Regions from separate parts of the Mus musculus genome. Here all the other regions are linked to region 1. The links are chromatin contacts, called in public promoter capture Hi-C maps. All regions are on one chromosome and are shown on one strand. Each heading gives the region's core, a stretch centred on a gene start, on an enhancer-like site or on the middle of the called end of the contact. The rest is flanking DNA. Distances are from core to core; before and after follow the strand shown. Region 1 holds the start of Kcnip3 (Kv channel interacting protein 3, calsenilin). Region 2 holds the start of Ptpra (protein tyrosine phosphatase, receptor type, A). Region 3 holds the start of Cpxm1 (carboxypeptidase X 1 (M14 family)). Region 4 holds the start of Tmc2 (transmembrane channel-like gene family 2).

The links. Promoter capture Hi-C pulls out the DNA fragments that hold promoters and counts their contacts. Capture Hi-C pulls out chosen DNA fragments and counts their contacts.
Region 2: a promoter capture Hi-C map of hippocampal neurons shows a contact between it and region 1, with 2.4 times the contacts expected there. The contact joins the promoter of Ptpra here to the promoter of Kcnip3 in region 1. A contact is called at or near these places in 2 of 39 promoter capture datasets (hippocampal neurons and liver).
Region 3: a contact with region 1 is called in a promoter capture Hi-C map of liver, with 6 times the contacts expected there. The contact joins the promoter of Cpxm1 here to the promoter of Kcnip3 in region 1. A contact is called at or near these places in 5 of 39 promoter capture datasets (hematopoietic stem and progenitor cells, hippocampal neurons, liver and 1 more) and 1 of 9 other capture datasets (liver).
Region 4: a contact with region 1 is called in a promoter capture Hi-C map of hippocampal neurons, with 3 times the contacts expected there. The contact joins the promoter of Tmc2 here to the promoter of Kcnip3 in region 1. A contact is called at or near these places in 2 of 39 promoter capture datasets (hippocampal neurons and liver).

The regions. Positions count from the first base shown.
Region 1 is chr2:127,519,098-127,524,163 of GRCm38.p6, reverse strand. It overlaps Kcnip3 (Kv channel interacting protein 3, calsenilin), which reads left to right and starts at 2,772. Exons shown (of 9, transcript NM_019789.4): 1 at 2,772-2,926. The coding sequence starts at 2,912. The region is part of intron 2 of Gm35478 (a long non-coding RNA gene); the gene reads right to left.
Region 2 is chr2:130,448,237-130,453,302 of GRCm38.p6, reverse strand. Ptpra (protein tyrosine phosphatase, receptor type, A) reads right to left here and starts at 3,025. Exons shown (of 21, transcript NM_001163688.1): 1 at 2,745-3,025. It overlaps Gm52562 (predicted gene, 52562), which reads left to right and starts at 1,733. Exons shown (of 3, transcript NR_165481.1): 1 at 1,733-1,768; 2 at 1,859-2,010; 3 at 2,520-5,066.
Region 3 is chr2:130,394,693-130,399,758 of GRCm38.p6, reverse strand. Cpxm1 (carboxypeptidase X 1 (M14 family)) reads left to right here and starts at 2,130. Exons shown (of 14, transcript NM_019696.2): 1 at 2,130-2,400; 2 at 3,267-3,428; 3 at 3,542-3,651; 4 at 3,791-3,930; 5 at 4,036-4,123; 6 at 4,687-4,837; 7 at 4,934-5,022. The coding sequence starts at 2,253.
Region 4 is chr2:130,192,223-130,197,288 of GRCm38.p6, reverse strand. It overlaps Tmc2 (transmembrane channel-like gene family 2), which reads right to left and starts at 2,095. Exons shown (of 20, transcript NM_138655.1): 1 at 1,895-2,095; 2 at 713-866. The coding sequence starts at 746.

The DNA.
Region 1 (5,066 bases), core at 1,523-4,022:
TGACTTCCCTCCATGCTACACTGTTTGCTGAAATAAACCCTTTCCACCCACAAGTTGCCTGTGGTTTACCGCAGCAACAGAAAACAAACTGGGACATTGGGCCCTGAGGACCCTTGGAGCTGCCCACGACAGAAAAGGGGGAGCCAGGAACTCCACCAAACCCAAGGAGAAGCTTAGCCAGTGCTGACCTAGGAGCAGGTCTCCTGCCCTCAGCAGCTCAGCCTGAGCCCAGTGGCCCCCACTTCAGGGCAGGTGTGCTGAATATGAGTGAGCCCAAAAGAGAGCCCTGACTGTGCTGGGTGGCCCGAAGTGACTAAGATCTCTTCTGTTCCCCTCCCAAGAAGGGTCCTTGCCTGTCAGGTTTCCATGTGGCTGGTGGCAGAAAAGATTTCAAGGGTCTGAGAAAGGCGGCAGAATCAACTCTGGGTATTTGCAGTTCCAGGCTGTGTCCACTTCTGAGATTTGCAGCTCCCAGAAGAAGGCTTTTTAGGGCAACAGACATTTTTGGAGCTCTTGCGAGATTAGACCTGACTGCACACAGCGGTGGCCCTCTCACAAGGAAGGGCTGTGAAGCACGAGCCCTGAGAGATGTCCCTACCTGCTCTCCAAGGCCCAGACACAGAAACGGCCTGAGGGAAAGACATGAAACTAGAGGCTTGTCAGAGCTAAGTCTGAGAGGCCAGAGGAGGAAATAATTGAGTCTGGTCGGGAGAGGTCTTGAGCAGGAACTGGGGAGGGTTCAGAGGACTCCAAGGTCTTTGGTTGTGTTTTTGTGAGTTTCTCTCTTGCATAGGAGGAAAGGGCTCCAGTCAGCTGTAGTGGCCCACAGCTGAGTCTTCGAGTGTTATAATACAAAGAAGAAAACAGCCTCCTGAAATATGGAATTATCCCTCCTTCTTCCTCATGCAATCTGTACCCCACCCCACCCCCGGCCCACCCGAGGAAGCCACAGCCAAGATCCATCACCCTAACAGTTTTCAAACCACACTGGACCTCCTTCAGCATCCTAAACCTTTTTGTGGGTCAGCAGGCCCCCAATCTTCTCAAATTCCAAGAGTTTAGGGGAAGTCAGCCTGTGCCCATGTGGCAAAGCAAGGCTGAGGTCCACTTGAGGAGATCTGCTTCAGCCCTTTTCGTTCCTCCATCTCCCAGAGACCCTGGAAGGACCCCAGCAATGCCCAGGCCCTGGGAAAGTCTGAGAGGACCCAAGGAAAGGGGGTCAGGTGACTTGAGGCTCCTGGCAGGGCACAGATGCCCATTCATACGTTTTATGAGGAGGGCCTGCTGGATAGGGCTGGGGAGGTTGCTGGCTCCCTGGTAGGCCCAGGACGGAAGGGTTCTGTTCTAGGCTGGCTCTGCCACAGCCTGTTACTCCCAAGGAGCTCCTATCAGAGGAGTGGAATCTCAGCAAGGGAGCCAAGCAGAGACTTGTGGCTCTCTAGAAAGAGGCACTGACTTGGAGTGGAGTGCTCAGACAACCCTGCCTCTCAAAAAATGCCACAAGTAAGGACAGGGCTTGATTCCTGAATCGTGGACATGTAACTGGTGGGTAGAGAGTTCCTCCAGAACTGGCTCTGAGTGAACACAGTCTGGATATACTGCTTTGTTGGATAGGTAAAGACTCAGCTTTCCTGAGTTTTGCCATCATTAACATAGACTGGGATAATGACCCTTTTCTTCTAAGCCCACTATGCCACTCCAAGGCCTTATGGGAATTTGCCTAATGCCAAGTCAGTTTGGAAGATTGGCACTGACCCCGGAGCCTCTGGGACCCTTGTCGTCCTCTTTCCCAGAGAGCCCTCTGTGGGAGAGTCTCTTGCCCGGAGTGAAGTCCTGCTGTGCAGATGGCAGAACTGTCCCCTCCCCTCTGGGGACAGCTTTCCTGCCTCGGGATCAACAGCCCCAGGGTTTTGCCCGGGGAGGGTCTAGCAGCTGCCGCTAATTGGCTGACTCAATAAAAAGGGGGTGGGACAGGGTAGGAAGGGCAAGCAAGTGCTCCTGGGCTTTCTGGGAAAGAGGGGATGGCTCAGGCTCTGTTTCCATGGGAACTACTGGCACTGGCAGGCTCCTCCGGGCGCCAAAAAGGGAAACTTGGCGCTGGTCTCCGTACCTGGCTCCTGGTGGATTCCCTTGGGCATTAGAAAATGCCCAAGAGCTTGTCTCCCACAGGGCAGGAAGGAGCCTTCCCGAGGACGGTCAGGACCCTCGATCCCTTCTCCATCCCCAGGTCCCACGCCAGGAGATCTAGGGGAGGTCCCGTGGTTGCTCTGAATGCCTGAATTTGGTCCCAACCTCAAGTCAAAGGACAGTGAAACTGGGAAAGTGTGAAGTGCTCGCTCCAGCTTGGAAGGTTTTCATACAGCAAGGCCTATGAGGGGTCGCACAGAGGTGACTAACAGATAGGGGAGAGCAACAAGAGGTGTTAGGACCCCAGGTGTTACCTTAGTGACGTAATCCCAAGGGCTCCTCTCTGTCCTGCGCAGGGACTGGTGGTGGAGTACCCTCCCTTCTATCCCTGTGACTGGGAAGGGTAGGAACAGACCCTGTACTAGAGGGAGATGAGAACCAGGGACAGACCCTGAGCCTAACTAAGCAAGGGGGGTTGGGGGCCAGATAGGCTGAGAGGCCAGGACTAGGAGCACAGGAAAAAGAGAAACTGGAGGTTGTCAGGATGGAGGCGAAGGAGGGGGGAGATAAGAGGGGGAGGGAAGAGGCAGAGGAAGAGAGGTGGAGCTAAGACTCGGAAGGAAGGGAGGGTGGAAGGAGTGGGCAGGGGGCGGGAGAGAAACCTCCAGTGACAATTGCGTCTGGGTCCAAGCAAACATGAGGCAGCTGCCAGCCGGACCAAGCAGTCTGGCTTGCTCGGGCTGCAAAGCGGGAAGATTAGTGACGGTCCCTTTCAGCAGCAGAGATGCAGAGGACCAAGGTAGGCGCTGAGGGGCTGAGGACTTGCCTGGACTTGGGGAAGGTGGGGCTCTGATGTTGGTCTTGACTAGAGAGTATTTTCACAGTGGTCCTTGGCCCCTACTCTCGCTAATCCATATAAGGGAAAGTAATTGTTCAGAGCATTCCTGCCTGGGAGGCTGGAATCCCGTGGCCTTTGGATGGAAGAGGCTCTGGGTGTCTGTGGACAGAAGAGAAGCTTGAAATTAGCTCCATGGCTGGTCCTGTTCAGTTAGGTCCTTGGGGCAGGGGCTGGGGTAGCTGACCCTGACCCTAGCCTCATAGATCTTAGTGAGACACAGGAGCATGGAAAAGGATGTCTTATGTGTGTGGGCAAGCCAACGGGCAAAGCTTTCAAGTAATCCATCAATGAATGAATGAAGACCCCCCCTTCTTCTTAAAGCACTATGAGACCCCTAATAAAATCACAAACATCTCTGCCTCTGTGGAGCTGTTGGGGGATGGAGAGAGAGGGGAGGCAAAGAGGCACCCGGTACAAAGTTCAAGAAATAGTAGCCAGGTGAGGGGAAGAAGAGAGACAAAAAAAAAATTAAAAAAAAAACAAAAGGTGTGCTCCAGCTTAGCACCGACCCTCAGAAAGTCTGACCTGGATGCCGCACACAAGTCCAGGGTAATCTTGCTTAGGGGGAGAAAGGATCAGATCCAGGTCCGGTTGAATGCCCCAAATAAGGAAATCAAGGTCTTATTTAAAAAAAAAAATAGATATTGGGCTGGCATCTTACAGTCTTTCTTCCCAAAAGATGTCTTCCTGCCCCACTCCCAATGAGGGCAAGCAGCCCAGAGAGGGCTGGAGACTGATTTCAGGCCATTCTGCCCCAGAGTCCAGGTTACTATCCCTGTCCTCTGGTCCAGTTCCCAGAATACCATGAAGGATCTGCAGATGGAACAAAGCCCTTTGAGCACAAGGGCAGGGTACCTTGAAAGGTACTTTCTCTCTTGTCACACCTGTCTCTAGAAAGCTCTGGACTGGCACAGCAGAAGCATAAACAGCTCTCTGTCCCAGACTCACATCCACACTCAGATGATAGGTGAAGCTGTGTGCATCTACAGACATTGGACACACAGATACCCTATGACTGTACCCCTCCCTCACAGAGCCCAGCAACGTGACTCTGTGTGTCCACAGATACAGGGAGTTCTACAGCCATGTGTGCATAGACCTGCACACAGCTGGCACTGTCCATCAGCAGGGGATAGCATAGCCCCCTTCCCTTTACCCATCTCTGGTGGCTCTAATTCCCAGAATTCTTCCTGGGTCCTTAACCACTACTCCCCTACCAGATGAGCAGAGTGTGAGGTCAGAGTCCCATAGTCCACTTGGCTGTTCTATTGGCCATTGTGGCCTCCACTGTGCCCACCATTGGCTCCTGGGCACTCATGGAACTCATTAGGCTTATGGCTGCCCCCTGGATTTCCATGTGTAGCTTGGCCCAAGATGGAAGCCAGCACCACAGTGACAGTGGAGCTGGATAAAGTCCCTACTGTCCCCTACCAGTAGGAGATTATGGAGGTAGCAGGACGGACAGCAACTAACATAGGCTGGGAGATGGCCACACTTGTCACAGTCACTAGCTGACCCAGTTCTGTCCCTGCCTTCTCACCATACCCTAGCCGTCCCTTTAGTAGCTTTCATTTGGCCCTGCAGAGTGGGCACTGACCACAATGCCAGGCCTCCTGGCCAAACCCTGTGTTGGGAGGAGAGAGCCAGCAGCATCCAGATTCAGAGGTGGTAAAGTGGACACTGGGTCAGTTTGGCTCTGGGAGCCTCCCCAGCTTCTTGCAAGTCTGACCTTAATTTGCCCTGTTTGCAGAAGCGGTAACTGAGCACAGACAGGACCTCCCCTCCTAAACCGTTATCCTCATGCAGCGCACCCAGGACTTGGTGTTGTTCTTACTCTATAGGTGAGGAACAGAGGTGGGTCCTGAACTGCATGCAGTGTTGAGACTGGATCTGAGCGGTCTTGCCTTCTGCAGCACAGACACCAAGCTCTAGGTGAGGGTGTCCGGTGGAGAGTGATAGGCGCAGACTCCAGGGGACAGAGGTGTGCCTTTAACCAGGCAGCCAAGGAGGTTTGACTGGAGACTATTTGTGCCTTCTTAGC
Region 2 (5,066 bases), core at 1,776-4,275, 2.9 Mb before region 1:
ACAAACACATGTAACAGTCCTATGTACAGATAAAAACAGCTTACTTTAGAGCTGTATAACAAAATAAGAAATGTCAACACTGGTTGTTCTTCCAGAAGACCTGAGTTCAATCCTCTGCACCCACATGGCAGATCACAGTCTATAATTCTAGTTCATGGGTCTCCACCAGCTTTTCTGGCCTCCAAGGGCACCTGGCCCACAAGTCGTACACAGACATACATATAGGCAAAATAACCACACACATACATCTTTTAATTTAAAAAAAAGTTTTTTAAAAGAAATGTCAACACAAAGAGTAAACAATACTTTATGCTAACACAGAGTGATTTCCTAAACATGTGCTCATTTAAGAAGTAAGGTGTGACTGGTATGGCCAGAGGGGGGAGTAGATGAATGTTATAAAGAAGGAGGGTTTATAAAAGGCCACAGATGCTAGCAACTTCAGCCATCCTTGGGAAGGTGTTAGGAGATAAGAGAATGGATTTTCTTTCTCTACATTTCCTTTTGACTGCTAGAATTTACCTCTCCGATGCTTTGTCTTTTCCCAAACCGAGTAAGAATTCCTCTCAAGAGGAATAATCATTCTCTGGGTCTAAAAGAGTATATTCTACTTTTGTGGGTCTGGGCCACTGCCTCCTAAACTTCTCTGTTATCAGTGAGCATGAGGCTCCATAAAGTCTCCAAATGACCCTAACACAACAACAGAAGCCTTCACTCTGATCCTAATCCTATCTTGTTCTGTCCCTCTAGGCCAGCTACACTTCTTCCCAGTTAGAATTCTAAGAATTTCCCTCCTCCAAGACTGCCTGCATTCTCTCTCCGAATGTGCAGATCCCTCCTTTAGGATCACAAGATCCCCTCCCAGGAAAGCCCTTCCAGACTACCCAGGCGGAGGCTCTAGAAACACTGTCAGAATTTAGATCTGACTAGGCCCCCATCTGCTCACTCAAGTCCTGCAGAGTCAGAATGAGCCCTTATAATTACTGAAAAGATTAAACAAGATAATTCATGTAAGGCATTTATTATATAGCCTGTCACAGGCACACAGAAAACAGCAATTATTATTACTCTAGTAGCACCTATGATGTAACTGTTTATATCCACCTGTCTCCCATTGGTCTGTAATCTTCTCAAAGATAAGAATATGACTTTCTCACTTTCATTTTGCATCTCAAGTACTGTGGCTGGCAAATAGGTGGTATATGAATGCACTAAACCAAGGGGTTTGCTTTTCTGGTTCTGTATTCACCCAGATAATGATCAGTGGTTAAAAGGTACCTAGTCAAAAGTCTCCTGGATCTGACCATGGGGCCACTGGGGCAGAGAGAGGAGAAAGGTAACTGAGGAGTTGTTGGCTTTTCAGGGATAGTCAGGCAGATGCTGAGAAGCAGGTAAGATTTTGGGAAGCCTGCCAGTTTCTCCCAGGTGTGACAGCCGTGTAGACATAGAGAATCAGAGTCTGCAAGTCCCGGTATGGGCAACCCACACTCCAAGCAGGCTGCCAGGAAACACTAGGAAACATTTCTCTTGGGAGGTGGTTGAGGGGCTTCAAGATAACTAGGACGAATTCTATCAGGGAAGTCTTAAACAGGACCCAGAAGAAGCCGGTCCGCAAGAAGCTTCTCAAACAAGGAAGGCCCGGAACCAGGCAAGGAAGGGTGAGAAGGGGGACCCTGAAAGCAAAACCCTCCCACATATGAGGGGGTGGCCGAGCCGCTCCGAATGGCTAAACACAGCGTGGAAGAGAAAGGAGAATGAGAGGACTGAGGTAACCATCAAAGATTAAGTTCAGGAAGGACTGCCAAGAGCCTTGTAGGGAACGGTAAGGCATCTGGGTTTTCCTCCATCTCATTCACAGAGGAAGGAAAGTGAAGGAGTTTTTAAGCACACAAATGACAGCGTCTGATCTACGTTTTCGAAAGGAGTATCCAGACAGAAAGATGTTCATCCTGTCCCAGTCTTTCCTCATCCACCATCTTTTGGTTCTCTGGCTGCTTCAAGAGTTAGCAGGTAACAAGTGGTGCCATAGCCGGGGACATGAGGCTGGTTTTCAACAGAAATTCCCTATCCTAGCCAAGGGCTTCGGCCGACATCACACTCTGTCCAAGAGGGTTTGGAACATTTTTTTGCTTGTCCTACAAATATCATCACTATCAACAACAAAACCCTCTAATAGACAGGATCATCTCTGCCTCTGTAGTTGTTATTTTTAGGAAATATTAGGGGCTCAACCCCCCCCCCCCGTGGCAATTTTTAAGAATTACTGAAAGTAAACACAGGAGATGTGCGTTCCCAAGTGGCTGCTTTTGAATTCTGGGTAGCTTAAGTCCATATTTTCCTTCTTAAGCATACACAACAGTTGGGAATGGGCGGCAGAGAGGGGCCTGGGAGTAGGACCAGGAAGGGGTCTTAAGGGGAAGGTGGGAGGTGGGATGGTCACTGCGTGTGCCACCTATCTCCTCCCATTAAATGGACCTGAGCAAATCCCATTTTCGCTGCTCAAAGTTTTTTTCTTTCAGAATGAACTACGGCAGCGCCCTGGCCCGGGCCGGAGGAGGACGTCCGCAAAGTTCCAGCCTGTCTGTGTCCCGCACGTTTCCGGGACCCCCTCCCCCTGTCCACGGTGCCAGGATGCACAAGCCAGAGGCGCTCCTCCAGGATAGGATCCAGGGACCGCTCCCACGCGCGGCCGAGCCACCCCACCTCCCCGAGCCCTCCCGACGGCGGCAGGCGCGAACGCTTACCGAGCCCGGCGCTGGGCGGGACCGCGGGGGACGCGCACGGCAGCTCCGCCTCAGGACCGCGGCGGCGTCTCGGCCCGCCGCTCCCCTCAGGGCCGCCGCCCGGTCCGCTGCTCGAAGCCCCGCGGCGGCGGCGGCGGCCTCGCCTCCATGGCGAGGAGAAGCGGCAGAGAGAGGACTGGGCTGGAGGCTGCGATGGCGGCGTGGTCCAGGGGTCTGTGCAAGATGCCCCCGCGAGTCCCTGTCAGCGCCTCACTCGCCGCAGCCTCTCTCCCGTCGCGGCCTGGGCTGTAAGGCGCTTCGTCATTGGCCGTTGAGAGGCGGGCGCTGGTTCGCTGACGCCGGGCGGGCGTCTCCGCCTCCGTGAGCCCCACCCCTGCGCGCCCCGCTGCGCCGCGGAGTTCCCCGGGCGCACTGGGGGTCTCCGGGTAACAGGACAGGACGCTCCCTATCCTCCCCTGGCACACGTCTCCCACCTAGTCACGGTCCTAGGCCCCCGGGCATGGGCTTTTTTCCTTGTTTACAGATGAGGAAACTGACACCAGGCACAAGCCACACCAACTGGTGAACTCAGGCACTCGAAAGCCATCTCCATCCTTCTCCAAATGTGATCCTCTCTCTAACACACCCCGCGCCTCTGCCTCTGCCTCTGCCTCTCTCGCGCTCTCGCTCTCTCTCTCTCTCTCTCTCTCTCTCTCTCTCTCTGTCACACACACACACACACACACACACACACGAGAGAGAGAGAGAGAGAGAGAGAGAGTTAGTTGTAAGGCACTTAAAGGATGTAATTGCGAGAAGAATTTGCCTAGTACCTAGGACCGGTCTAGCTCTGAGTATGTCATCTTAAATAAACCAGCCCACATCATCCCCACCCGAACCCTAGGGAAATCTCTCTTGCTTTCCAGATGTGCAAGCTGGGCCTGATTCTCTAGAGCTGGATGGAAGCACAGCACACGGTGCTCCGCAGCGAGCGGGGAGATACTTCTTGATACATGCATAGTGGTCAGGAGAAGATTGAAAGCGCTGAGAGAGACCAGGGAAGCGAACAGCGTTCTTTGTGCATCTAGCTTCTAGGAACCATAAGTCGATTTTTTCGGAAGGTAGCAGTCCTCAGTTTAGAGCACTTTGGATGCTGCTAGACCTAGGGCGCCAAGTTAGAACTCTATGCAAACACCCTTCCTTTATTTGTTGAATAAGTAAGTGTGCGCAGACCAGAGCCAGGACCTGCAAATGTGCGTTGAAGCGGGCCTTCTTTAAACTTCCTCCCTCTGGGTAGTAAAAACCTCTCCTTGAGTTAAGATTTGTGACTCTTGATCTCCCTCCTCAGGGCCATCTCAGTGACAGTCTACAAGACCTCTATCCTGTCTCCTAAATGTCAGACTCCTGCCAATGAGGTCCGCTCCTCCTACAAGTTCCAGAAGCCCATTTCCTAGAAAGTACAAAGTCTATCAGGGATGCAAATACACAGCAAATTGAAAAGTGACCAAATGAAAAGTTGGGTCTTTCACTAGAACACAATACTTTACAAAACAAGACCAACACAGAACAAAACAAATCTGAAAAATACTGGTTCTTGGCTAAGAAAGCAGCCTCTTGGCTTTAGAGCAAACCCTACCAGCAAACTTTTTTTCTTTTCTTTCTTTTTCTTTCTTTCGGTTTTTTGTTTGTTTGTTTGTTTGTTTGTTTTGTTTTGGGGTTTTTTGTTTTTTTAATTTTTTTGAAATTTTTCTTATTTACAGTTAACCTATGACTCCTGGTCCTTTTCAGAGCTCCCTACCCCATTAGCACAATCAAGAGCCATCTTGGAAGAAAAATAAAATAGAAAAAAAGGAACCAAGAGAAAGATAAGTGGGAGCTCCCTGTTCTCTGCTGCATTGGTGCCTGCAGGTAAGAACTGGAATAGCAGGGCTGAAGGATAGGATTAAAGGAGCCCCATTTCCCCTCAAAAGTCCAAGTCACTTCCCCTCCCTGCCTACCTTTCTGTCTAGTAAATGAAGCAATGAGTTGTTCTCTATGTCCTGAATGCAGATCATGCACTGGACACCTCTCAGAGTAAGTCAGAGATGTCAACTCTCAGGAGCAAACATTCTGGGGTGGACATGGGTAATAGACTAACAAGAATGTTCACTAAAGTGCCAAGGTGAAAATGAAGCCAAGAAATACGAAAATTGAAATAAATGAAAACCAAGCACCTTCCCAGGCTACTTACTGCCCATCTTCTGAGGGTCATTTGCTGAAGTTCTGTAACTAAGACCAGGCAGGCTCTCTGACCTCATCTACTCTATGGCCACCATGGGTAACTTAATCTAGAAGCTCTTCCAT
Region 3 (5,066 bases), core at 881-3,380, 2.9 Mb before region 1:
TCTTTAACGTTTCCTTTTGAGAGTGAGGCTTGCTGTTCTGCTCATGTCATCTTTGAGCTCTTCCTGATCCCAGCCTGTCCCTCGTCTAAGAACTCCTTTGGACAGGTGCCCCACCCTACTAGGAGCCTAGGAGGTTGTTCCCTGAGACATATACTTGCCCTGTGATATCCAAAGGTCCTCCATGTGGCTCTTAGAGATAGAGACCAGGCTCTGTGGGTGATTGGATATAAAGTTGCTGTCATGTCCCTAGAGTCAATAGTCTTTTGACTTCCTGCCTTTGTGTATCAAGTGGCCGGGGCCAGAGACAGTAGCCTAGCAAGACATGGGTGTGAGAAGATGCCAAGGGGCTCAGGGACTAAGAGGGACATATAGAAGCTCTGAGGGAGAGTCTGGAAGGAGGGAGTAGGGGCAGAGTCTGAGATGTCCTGTTGTCCTGTTGGTATTTTTGTCTTCTCTCCTCCTTAGAGCTGAGACTTGGCTCAGAGAGTGGCCTGCAAGTCAAGGAAGCAGTCTACGGTCTTGCCTGTGTGCACTGGCCCTGTATTCAGAAAGTCTGTGCTTTAAAACATATTCTGTTAGCCTTTATTGTCAACACATCAGAGAGGAAAACCTAACTGAGGAACCACAGAGATGAGATCAGCCTATGTAGGATCATCCTGATTGCTAATCAGTATATGAGGGAGGGCCTAGCCCACTGTGGGCAGCGCCATTCCCCTGACAGTGGTTCTGTCCTATATAAAAAATCTAAGCAGGAGCCTGCTAGCTAGCCAGCAGGGTTTCCTCTGGTTTCTGTTTTTCAAGTTCGTTCCTGCCTGAGTTCTGCCTCAACTTCCCTGAATGAACCTGTAATTAGAAATAAATCCTTACCTTCCCCAAGTTGCCTTTTGTCCGAGTATTTTGTCACAGCATCAGAAAGGACAGTAGAACATGGTGTCTTCCTTAAACTTCTCTATGCCTATCTGGTGAGCTGAGCCTAGCACTGCTTCTTAGGTGGGAGCACCAAAACGGGACTTGGACATGTATGGGTCCTCCGTGATCACTCCCTTCTCAGAGTTCTCTGACCCTCCTGGAGTGCCATAGTTGGGCTAGATGACAGGGCTTACTCCTTTGCAGTGGTCCCTATAGGAGGTGGCCTCAGTTCAGGAGCCCCACACCTGGCCCCACGCATTTCCACCAGGCTCTGGTTCTGCTGCAGAACCAGAAAGGTGGTTCTGAAAGGTGCAGGCTTGACTTGAGGTTATTCAGCTCATTTACATAGACACTTCTTGGGGGACTACAGCGAAGGCAGAGCAAGCACCAGTGGCACAGGCCTTTCTTTGGGGCAGGTGACTCCGGTGTGGGGAGAATCTAGAGGGGTCCTGGGGAAAACAGGTCAGAGAACTCCTGGAGGAGGATGGGAGGAGGAGGGGAAGGAGGTGGATCGAGAAGTGCGGGAATCCCATTAAGACTAGACTTGGTCTCACGGTTCTTGACGCCAGCCCTCTGGTTATCAGCTCTGGCTGCCTTCCTCGAGTTATGTAACCCCAAAACGTGGCAGCCCCGGGAGGGAAAAAGAGAGGAGGCGGGTCGGAGAGGAAGCGCCGCCTCTCTTTGCACCCACAGTTTGTTTTTGGGTTTAATGGAGGACCCCTCACCCCCACAACGCAACCCTAGCCTTCCACCCCCACTGCTCTCCTGCGGTCTTTCCCCGTTGCCCTACCCACCCCAGCAAGGCACCCTAAGTTCTGGATGGATTTTCCTCTCAAGTTGTAGTTTCCAAAGCCCCCAGCTTTTGTTACCTTGGCCACGTCAACAAGGCCCAATGCAAGCTTCAGTTTATCAGCCTGCAAACTGAAGTTTGACTAAGATTCAGACCACGTGCAGAGCGCCTTGCATAGGTGCCTGCAGATGGGATAGGCGCGCGCAGTCGAACAGAATGTGCGGTGACTTTGCAGCCTGTGTAGGGCCGGACACCGGTGAGGCTGCGACATTGGGTCTCTGGACCCCAGCCCGCCGCCCTCCCCCCCCCCCGGGGGTCCTCGCGGTTCACCAGAGTCAGCCGCCCCCGGGGGATGTCGCGGCTCTCCGCAGCCCTCCCCCTCCTAGGGTGTCGGATTCCAGAGAGTGGCTGTGGGCGGGCCGGAGGCTGCAGAGGGGCGTGGGGCGGTGGAGGGCGGGCGAGCAGGAAGGGGCGGGGGGCTCCGCAGACGCCCGCAGGAAGAAGAGAACCCACCAAGAACCTCGGCACAGCGCGCTCGTCGACCCTTCCCGCTATGTGGGGTCTCTTGCTCGCAGTGACCGCCTTTGCGCCTTCCGTCGGTCTGGGGCTGGGGGCTCCCAGCGCCTCAGTGCCGGGCCTGGCGCCGGGCTCAACCCTGGCTCCACACAGCAGCGTTGCACAGCCGTCCACAAAGGCAAATGGTGAGCTCTGGGTCCCATGGTCGGCTGCTGGGCAGGTCAGACCCACTCCCCCAGCTGGGTCCTCCAGCTCGCCCTGTGAACGGGGACAAGCACAGCCCAGTGCAATGGCTGCTGAGTCAGCAGCCCCATCCTGGCCAGACCTAGTCAGCAGTCTTAGGGCAGGCCCAGCGGGATGCTGGCTGCCCCAACTCCAGCCTGCCTTCTTCACAAATGAAATTTGAGGCCAGAATCTGGAAAGGTGAAGAGACACCAGACTAAAAGGGGACAAGCCTATGCAGGATGGTGTGTAAGGCCATGGACTGGAGGGGAAAAGACAGGGAGTGAGGCTGCCTGGAGGAAAGATCACTGCCTCGTGATGGGCGCAGGCAGACTGTCTGGCTTCCCAACTTCTTCCTTAGTTAGGAGCTCTGAGGCCAGCAGGTAGGCCAAGCACGGACTTCATTCAGGAAAAGACCCGAGGCTTAGTCTGAAGATAAGGAAGGCTTGGAGGTTGATGAGAGTAGATGCAAGATTAGAGACAGGAGGTAGTATTACCGAAGAGGACGGACCAGAGCAAGGCCTGGAGGTTAAAAACTAACTTCAGACCTTCAGAGTGACCAGTCTCTAATGGCTCAGTGTTGCTCTCCCCTGAATCAGGGAGTCAGAGGGGACGTGAGCCAAAGATGTTGTGTTAAGAAGGAAAAACTGAAGAAATGACTAAAAGAGGCAGGTGGAGTTAGGAAACAGGTCTTGTGTGCTGTGCTAGGATGTCAGTAATTGTTGTAGGTGTCACATATGCCCAAATGCCTTCTTGGGCTAGCAGACCTTTCCGTCTGGGTTTCATGACATTCTTCTCTTCTTTGGTACATTGTCCCCTGGTACCCTAGAGACCTCAGAACGGCATGTCCGGCTTCGAGTCATCAAGAAAAAAAAGATCGTTGTCAAGAAGCGAAAGAAGCTAAGGCACCCTGGTCCCTTGGGGACTGCTAGGCCTGTGGTGCCCACTCACCCAGCAAAGACCCTCACTCTCCCTGAGAAACAAGAACCAGGTATTGCTTACCCAGGGGCCCCGCCTAGCCTATGAACAAGCTTAGGCTCCGTTCTCGAGCCTCTCTGGTTACCCTCTATCTAATCCTGTCTCACTGTTCTATCCTTACCCCAGGATGTCCCCCTCTAGGCTTGGAGTCCTTGAGGGTTTCAGATAGCCAGCTGGAGGCCTCCAGCAGCCAGTCCTTTGGTCTTGGAGCACACCGAGGACGGCTCAATATCCAGGTCAGTGGCCCTTGCTCAGCCAGGTCTGAGGGAGGCGTAGGAAGCACAGCCTTAGGACCATCTCCTTGTCTCCCCCCCCCCCCCCTTGCTCGTCTTTGTGGCCTACCTGGGCTTGATCACCGTGACCTTGTGTCCACAGTCAGGTCTGGAGGACGGTGACCTGTATGATGGCGCTTGGTGCGCTGAGCAACAAGACACTGAACCTTGGCTTCAGGTGGATGCAAAGAATCCCGTCCGCTTCGCAGGAATTGTTACACAGGGCAGAAACTCTGTGTGGAGGTGAGGCTCACGCTTAGCCTGGAAGTTGTTAGTGATCAGACTTGGAAGTGCCACCACTTTAGTGGCTCTTCAGGGTCACTAATGTTTCTCTATCTCTGCGGCCAGGTATGACTGGGTCACATCATTCAAGGTCCAGTTCAGCAATGACAGCCAGACCTGGTGGAAGAGTAGGAACAGTACTGGAATGGACATAGTGAGTGACCCCGAAGTGGTTGGAACCAGTTCATTAGGGTGCTGGGCTGAGGAGAATCCTCTGCAAATAAGCAAATACACACATAGACTCCAGGAGAAAGCTGGAGTTTTTGCAGTGCTGAGGTTCAAATCCAGGGCTTTGTGCGTTCACAGGGAAGTTACTTACCAAGCACTAGCTCCTTTGGGATAGCCCCATTAATTCCACCATGGCGTAGGTGCTGCATCTTCTTTCTGGGACATCCCTTCTGACTGTGAGCCTCGGGGTTATTTGCTTCTTGCCTGTTCATGGCTCTGGTTTTCCATCTCATGGGCCTCCTTGGTACAATACTCCAGAATGGGTATATTGTTTTAACGAGCGGAGACTATGCCAGAAAACACAGCTGCCCAAGGTTGCCCGCTGGCAGGAGCTGTGGAAATGGGGGTCCATGTTTAACACAGTGCATGTCTCCAGTTGTATCTACCAGGGAGGGCTGGCTTGTGAGTATGAGAGCCTTAATTCCTTTCCCCCGATCTTGAGCCAGCATCGGGTCTGAGCAGCTTCAACAAGGCATTCCATATCTCCAGGTATTTCCTGCCAATTCAGACGCAGAGACCCCAGTGTTGAACCTTCTGCCAGAGCCTCAGGTGGCTCGATTCATTCGCCTGCTGCCTCAGACCTGGTTTCAGGGAGGTGCACCTTGCCTCCGGGCAGAGATCCTGGCCTGCCCAGTCTCAGGTGGGCAGCTGGGCAAAGGCTGTATGGGCAGGGCCTGGTTCGAGGGACATTCTTCACTAGGTACTGACCTTTTATCTGGAACTCACTTGCCACCAGATCCTAATGACCTGTTCCCTGAGGCCCACACACTGGGATCTTCGAACTCTTTGGACTTCCGGCATCACAATTATAAAGCTATGAGAAAGGTCAGATATGACTTCTCTGACCCTGGAAGGAGGTCTGCCTATCT
Region 4 (5,066 bases), core at 846-3,345, 2.7 Mb before region 1:
AGGAAGGAAAATGTGGGATGAGTAGCTGGAGTTTTAGGGCTAACATGAGCCTGGCACACTACCCAGGAGTGCATCATTTCTTCACACCGTATCACCCTCTCCACCCTATCCTCCATGCACAAGAGCAACTCTGATGTCTTTCTCTCTCTACCATGCAACCAAGGACAGAAAGAAAGCAAATTGCCCTCTGAAAGTCTCCTGGCAGCAGCCCCATCTCACTATGGTAGCCTGCAGATGGGAACTTGGTGCCAGTTACTTTACTCAAGACGCTGTCAGTCCAACATTTCCCTGATCCCTTGGAAAAGTCATAAGTTCAGAACTCTCCCATCTCCCCACCCTCACCCCCACCCCCACCCCCACCCCCACCCTGCAACAGAAAGACAGCCACAGTAGGTGAGAATTGTTAAGGAGAGACAGCTGCCAACAGTGGCTTTCAGTATCATGCAGATAGGTGGCCAACTCTAGCAAGTTCACTAATGCATGGCTCTCTGCACAGGTGATTTTCAGTTCCTCTAGGAGCCCTGCAAAGAGGTGACAACCACCCTCATCCCATCGGTGGGTCGGGTCGGAAGAGGCTAGCTACCCTGCTCAAGTTGCAGGATCTGAACTCAAATGCAGGGCCTTCCCATGCCTCTTGAGACTGCCTCTCCGATACCCACTGTGCCCAGAGGCCTGTTGAGTAGCACCCATGAGGATGAAGATGAAGACTCACCTTCCTCGTCCAAGCTCTTTAACTGGGGGCTCATGGTTACCAGAGTTTCAAGGCCCTCACACTGGCTCACGTCTTCATATACTGCCCAGCCTGGGGTGACTTCCTGCTGTCATGGTCACTGGCCTCTTCCTGGAACCTGACGGCAACTAGGGGCCTCTGAGGTTGAAGGTAGAGGTAGGTTTTGTTGGGGAGAGAGATGGGGAGAAAGCAATGAGTTTGCAGCACGTCAATCTATCCAGACACTCCTCCGCTCGGGTTTCCCTGCCAAGGACAGTGTGGCCTCACATTTCAGACATCACTTATACATGAGGGCCCTAGAGGGGTAGGAACTGTGGACTCATCTCCTGATAATGATACCACAGGCATGCCAGCCAGGGAAGGTGTGAGCTATGTCGCAGGGCTCTTTCCCAGTGTCTTGAGTCCCTGATTGGACTCAAAGGTATAAGTTATCTGGGCTTTGGTTTAAAATGAAGATTTTTAAAGACAGGCAATGGAATCTTCTTTTTTTCCCTCTCCCTCTCTCTCCATCATGCAGCGTCACACCAATGGCCTTATGCTTGCTAGGCAAGCGCTCCTGGGTCTTGGAATCTACACTTTGGACCTGAGTCAACAAGGATGACTGTCCCTACTGAAGTCACCTGCTTCTTCATTCAGTAGCTTTCTCTAATGCTGCTTGCCTTTGTGGGAGGTTTGTTTGGATGCTTTGAGAACCACTGTTATCATGTAAAAGCAAGGCTGCAGGACCAGAATGGTACCAAGGTTCTTGTTGTTATCAGTTGATACTGCAGTTCAGAGCATTCCCCCTAGAGGGATTCCAAGTCCTTTTATCCCTTAAAAGGGAATCGATCAGACACAGAGTTGCAGCAAAAGATCCACTTCCAAGGAGGAATCTGTCTGGGACAGGGAGGTTCCGAAGTTCAACAATCCTGCAGAGAGTTTTTTTCCCCCCTGTTATCTTAGGAGCATTAATCCAGCAGCAAGGAGAGACATAGGCCTATAAAAGCCCCACTTAATTAATTTCAATTTGATGGGTACATGATGTCTATTTACCAAAAGAACAGCGTAGCTTCCCAACTAGGGCCTATAGCCTTTCCAACCATGGGATTTGACCAGATTTACAGTATCAGAGAGGAATCCCTTCATAGGATTGGCTTCAAATCCAATCAGAAAGTGGTTGCTTACCTCTGGAACAAACTTGGCCACTATTTTTTTTTTTTTTTTTGGTTTTTGGAGACAGGGTTTCTCTGTGTAGCCCTGGCTGTCCTGGAACTCACTTTGTAGACCAGGCTGGCCTTGAACTCAGAAATTCGCCTTCCTCTGCCTCCCGAGTGCTCGGATTAAAGGCGTGTGCCACCACGCCCGGCAAACTTGGCCACTCTTGCACTATATTATGCCTGAGTAGTCAGTTGTATTGATGCGTCATGATGGCTAGCTAATGGGGAGGACGCTCCCAGGCCAGTTTCAGTTTTATTTCTTTATATTCTGTGACCAAGATGTGTGCTGTCTTCAGCAATGCAGTCTTACTATCGCATTCTCGTAGGCAACTGTCGTGTCTGCTCTCAACCAGCAAGAACGACACGACCACCAGTTCTAACAGCAGTTTAGTCAGCAAGCTTCAATCTTCATCTCTCTCGCTTCATCTTTTTCTCCCTCGATCACCGGATCTCTCACTCTTATATACTCTCAGCCCCCAACCACTCACAGCAAGCCACGTCACCTCACCAGGCACGCAGCTTCAGCCAATCAGGGCGGTAGGGGCATGTCTCTACCAAATATGGACTTGTTTTTACCGCCAGCATCATGGTGCACCTGCGCAGCTCTCACGATGGTCATGGCTTATTTTCAGGTGTATGAGGAAGTCAGGTGCAAATCATAAGACTTAGCTGCAGTCCCTGGCGCCATCTTGGGACTGCTGCCACACCTGCTCCTCACATCTCTCCCTTTTTTTCTTTTTTGGCAGAGAGAATGTCTGTCTTAGATTGCCCCCTGCAGCAATGCCCCTTACCCGTCCTTGGGAGACAAACAGCATTGGTTTGATCCCTGTCTTAGGTTGGCGACACGCCCAGGGAGTCTTATCCGTCATTGACTACTTCTCTAGCATGCCAAGCCAGCCACACTTGAGGACATTGTCCTGTCTGCATGCGGCAGGTGCACCAGAAGGCCAGGACGCTGATTAATCTATGGCCTGATTTTGATTGCTGCAAGCAAGCCTCTTGGGTGAAGGTAGAGATCTGATCCCCAGTGTGCAAGCATAGGGGCCCTACACAAAACCATCCCTTGGGCTCATCACCCAGAGAGGTCTTGGCCAGCTCCGTGTTGTTTTTCCTGGGGAAAGGGAACTAGGACACTGAATCTTCATGCAATCAGACGTGCCTTCCACAGGATGCCAACAGCTAGCTATCCTCTGTGCAGTGCTTAGCCTTGCAACCCACGGCATAATGCAGCATTATTTCTTTAGAGCGGCAAGCCAAATCTGAGGATATTGTCCCGCCTCCACTGCGGCAAAGGCCTGCGCCACCATGGCAGAAGTGCGGGCCTGCACACGCTGCACCCGACACATACACCAAACACACAACACACACACTATTACAAGCATACATCCCAGGGCTCCCATCAGTCCTGAGGCAAGGGATCAGTGCAACTACCATTCACCCCACATAACAACCATACATATAAGGGGGCACTGCCCAAGGTGGAAGGGAATCAGGAACACTCCTACAAAAAGGAAGGGGGGAGGCCCATCTAAGTTGGGAGGGTATAGTGCCATTGCCCTTGGATATACTGGCAGGCCACACCCCTCGAATCCAGGTAGCATTAGCTTTAGTAGATACAGCTGAACACAATCACTCATCTGTGAAATATTTTGAATCATCTGAAAACACAACAATCCCTTTAGCTGAAGCAGCATAGAAAAAAGGCAATTGTAGCGAAGCATTAGATGTAAAGAATTGAAGAAACACTTGAATGCGTCAATGGCATGGTTTCGGGAACACAGAGCTCTTCAGTTCTCACTAGCGGGAGGATTCCCAGCCACAGGAACATCCACATCCTCATAGCTCTGCTTGTTTTGAATCGCTCTGGTCAGCTGTTCTGGGACCCACAGCGGTTGTCGATGATCTCGATGATCCCGAGGAAACACAAACAGACCCTATCTCCCAAACCAAACAATTGATTCACACATCTTTTTCCTTTCCCCCTCCCCCCTCCCCCCTCCCCCCCCCCTTATCCCCTTCCTGGAGGCAGGAAATGAAGAAGAGGGCATAGAGGACTACCACGTACTAGCTTGCTCAGCCATCTTTCTTATGCCACCCAGGGCCACCTACCTAGGTGGCACCACGCTCAGTGAGTTGCACCCACACACATTGACCGTGAACCAAGAAAATGCTCTGCAGACTTGCCTACAGGCAATCTGTTGGTGGTGGTGGGGTTGTTTTGTTTTGCTTTTCTCTTCAATTGCAATTCCTGTTCCCAGAGAACTCAAGCTTCTGTGACATGTTGTCATGGAACCAACCAGGACAGGACAATACTTGCTGAGCCATCTATATAGCTCTCGGTTCCTGCTTTCAATCTAATTTGCTAGTCCGTGTGTTTGTTTGGAAAACTAAGACCATTAAGATTTACTATTGAAAAACATGTAGTAATTCCTGCATTTTAAAAAGATTTATTTTTAGGCCAGAAATGATGGTGCACATCTTTACTTCCAGCACTAGGGAGGCAGAGGCAGGGGAACCTCTATGAGTTCAAGGCCAGCCTGCTCTACAAAGTGAGTCCAGGACATCCAGGGCTATTATACAGAGAAACCCTATCTTGAAAAACCAGAAGCAAAACAGAGATTTATTTTTGTTATTAAGTGTGATGTGTGTGTGTGTTTAGAGTGCAGTGTCCACAGAGACCAGATCTGGAGCTAAAGTTAGTTAGAGGTGGTTGGGAGTCACCGCATGTGAGTATTGGGAACTGAACTCTGTTCCTCTGCGAGAGCAGCATCCACTCTTAATCACGGACCATCTCATCTCCTGTATCACTTCTCGAGGACCCTTCTCCATCAGAGTCTAACCCAGGCCCTGGATCTGATTGGCTCTGGTTCTGGCTCTAGCTTCTAATCTGGATCTGGCTTTGGTTTGACATCTGGAAGTGTTTCTGGAACCTGAGTCTGGGGAGTTCATAGGCCCTGGTGGTGAACCTGTGATTATTGTTTCGCTACAAGGACAAAGCATGACACTACATACATCAGTGCAGCTCTCAGGCCTCGTCAGAGAAGCTTCTTTGTGCAGTAGATGACAGTTACTACAGAGATACAAACAACTCAAAGTGCAGAAAATGGGTGTTTACAGAGGGCTCAGCCATAAATAGCACA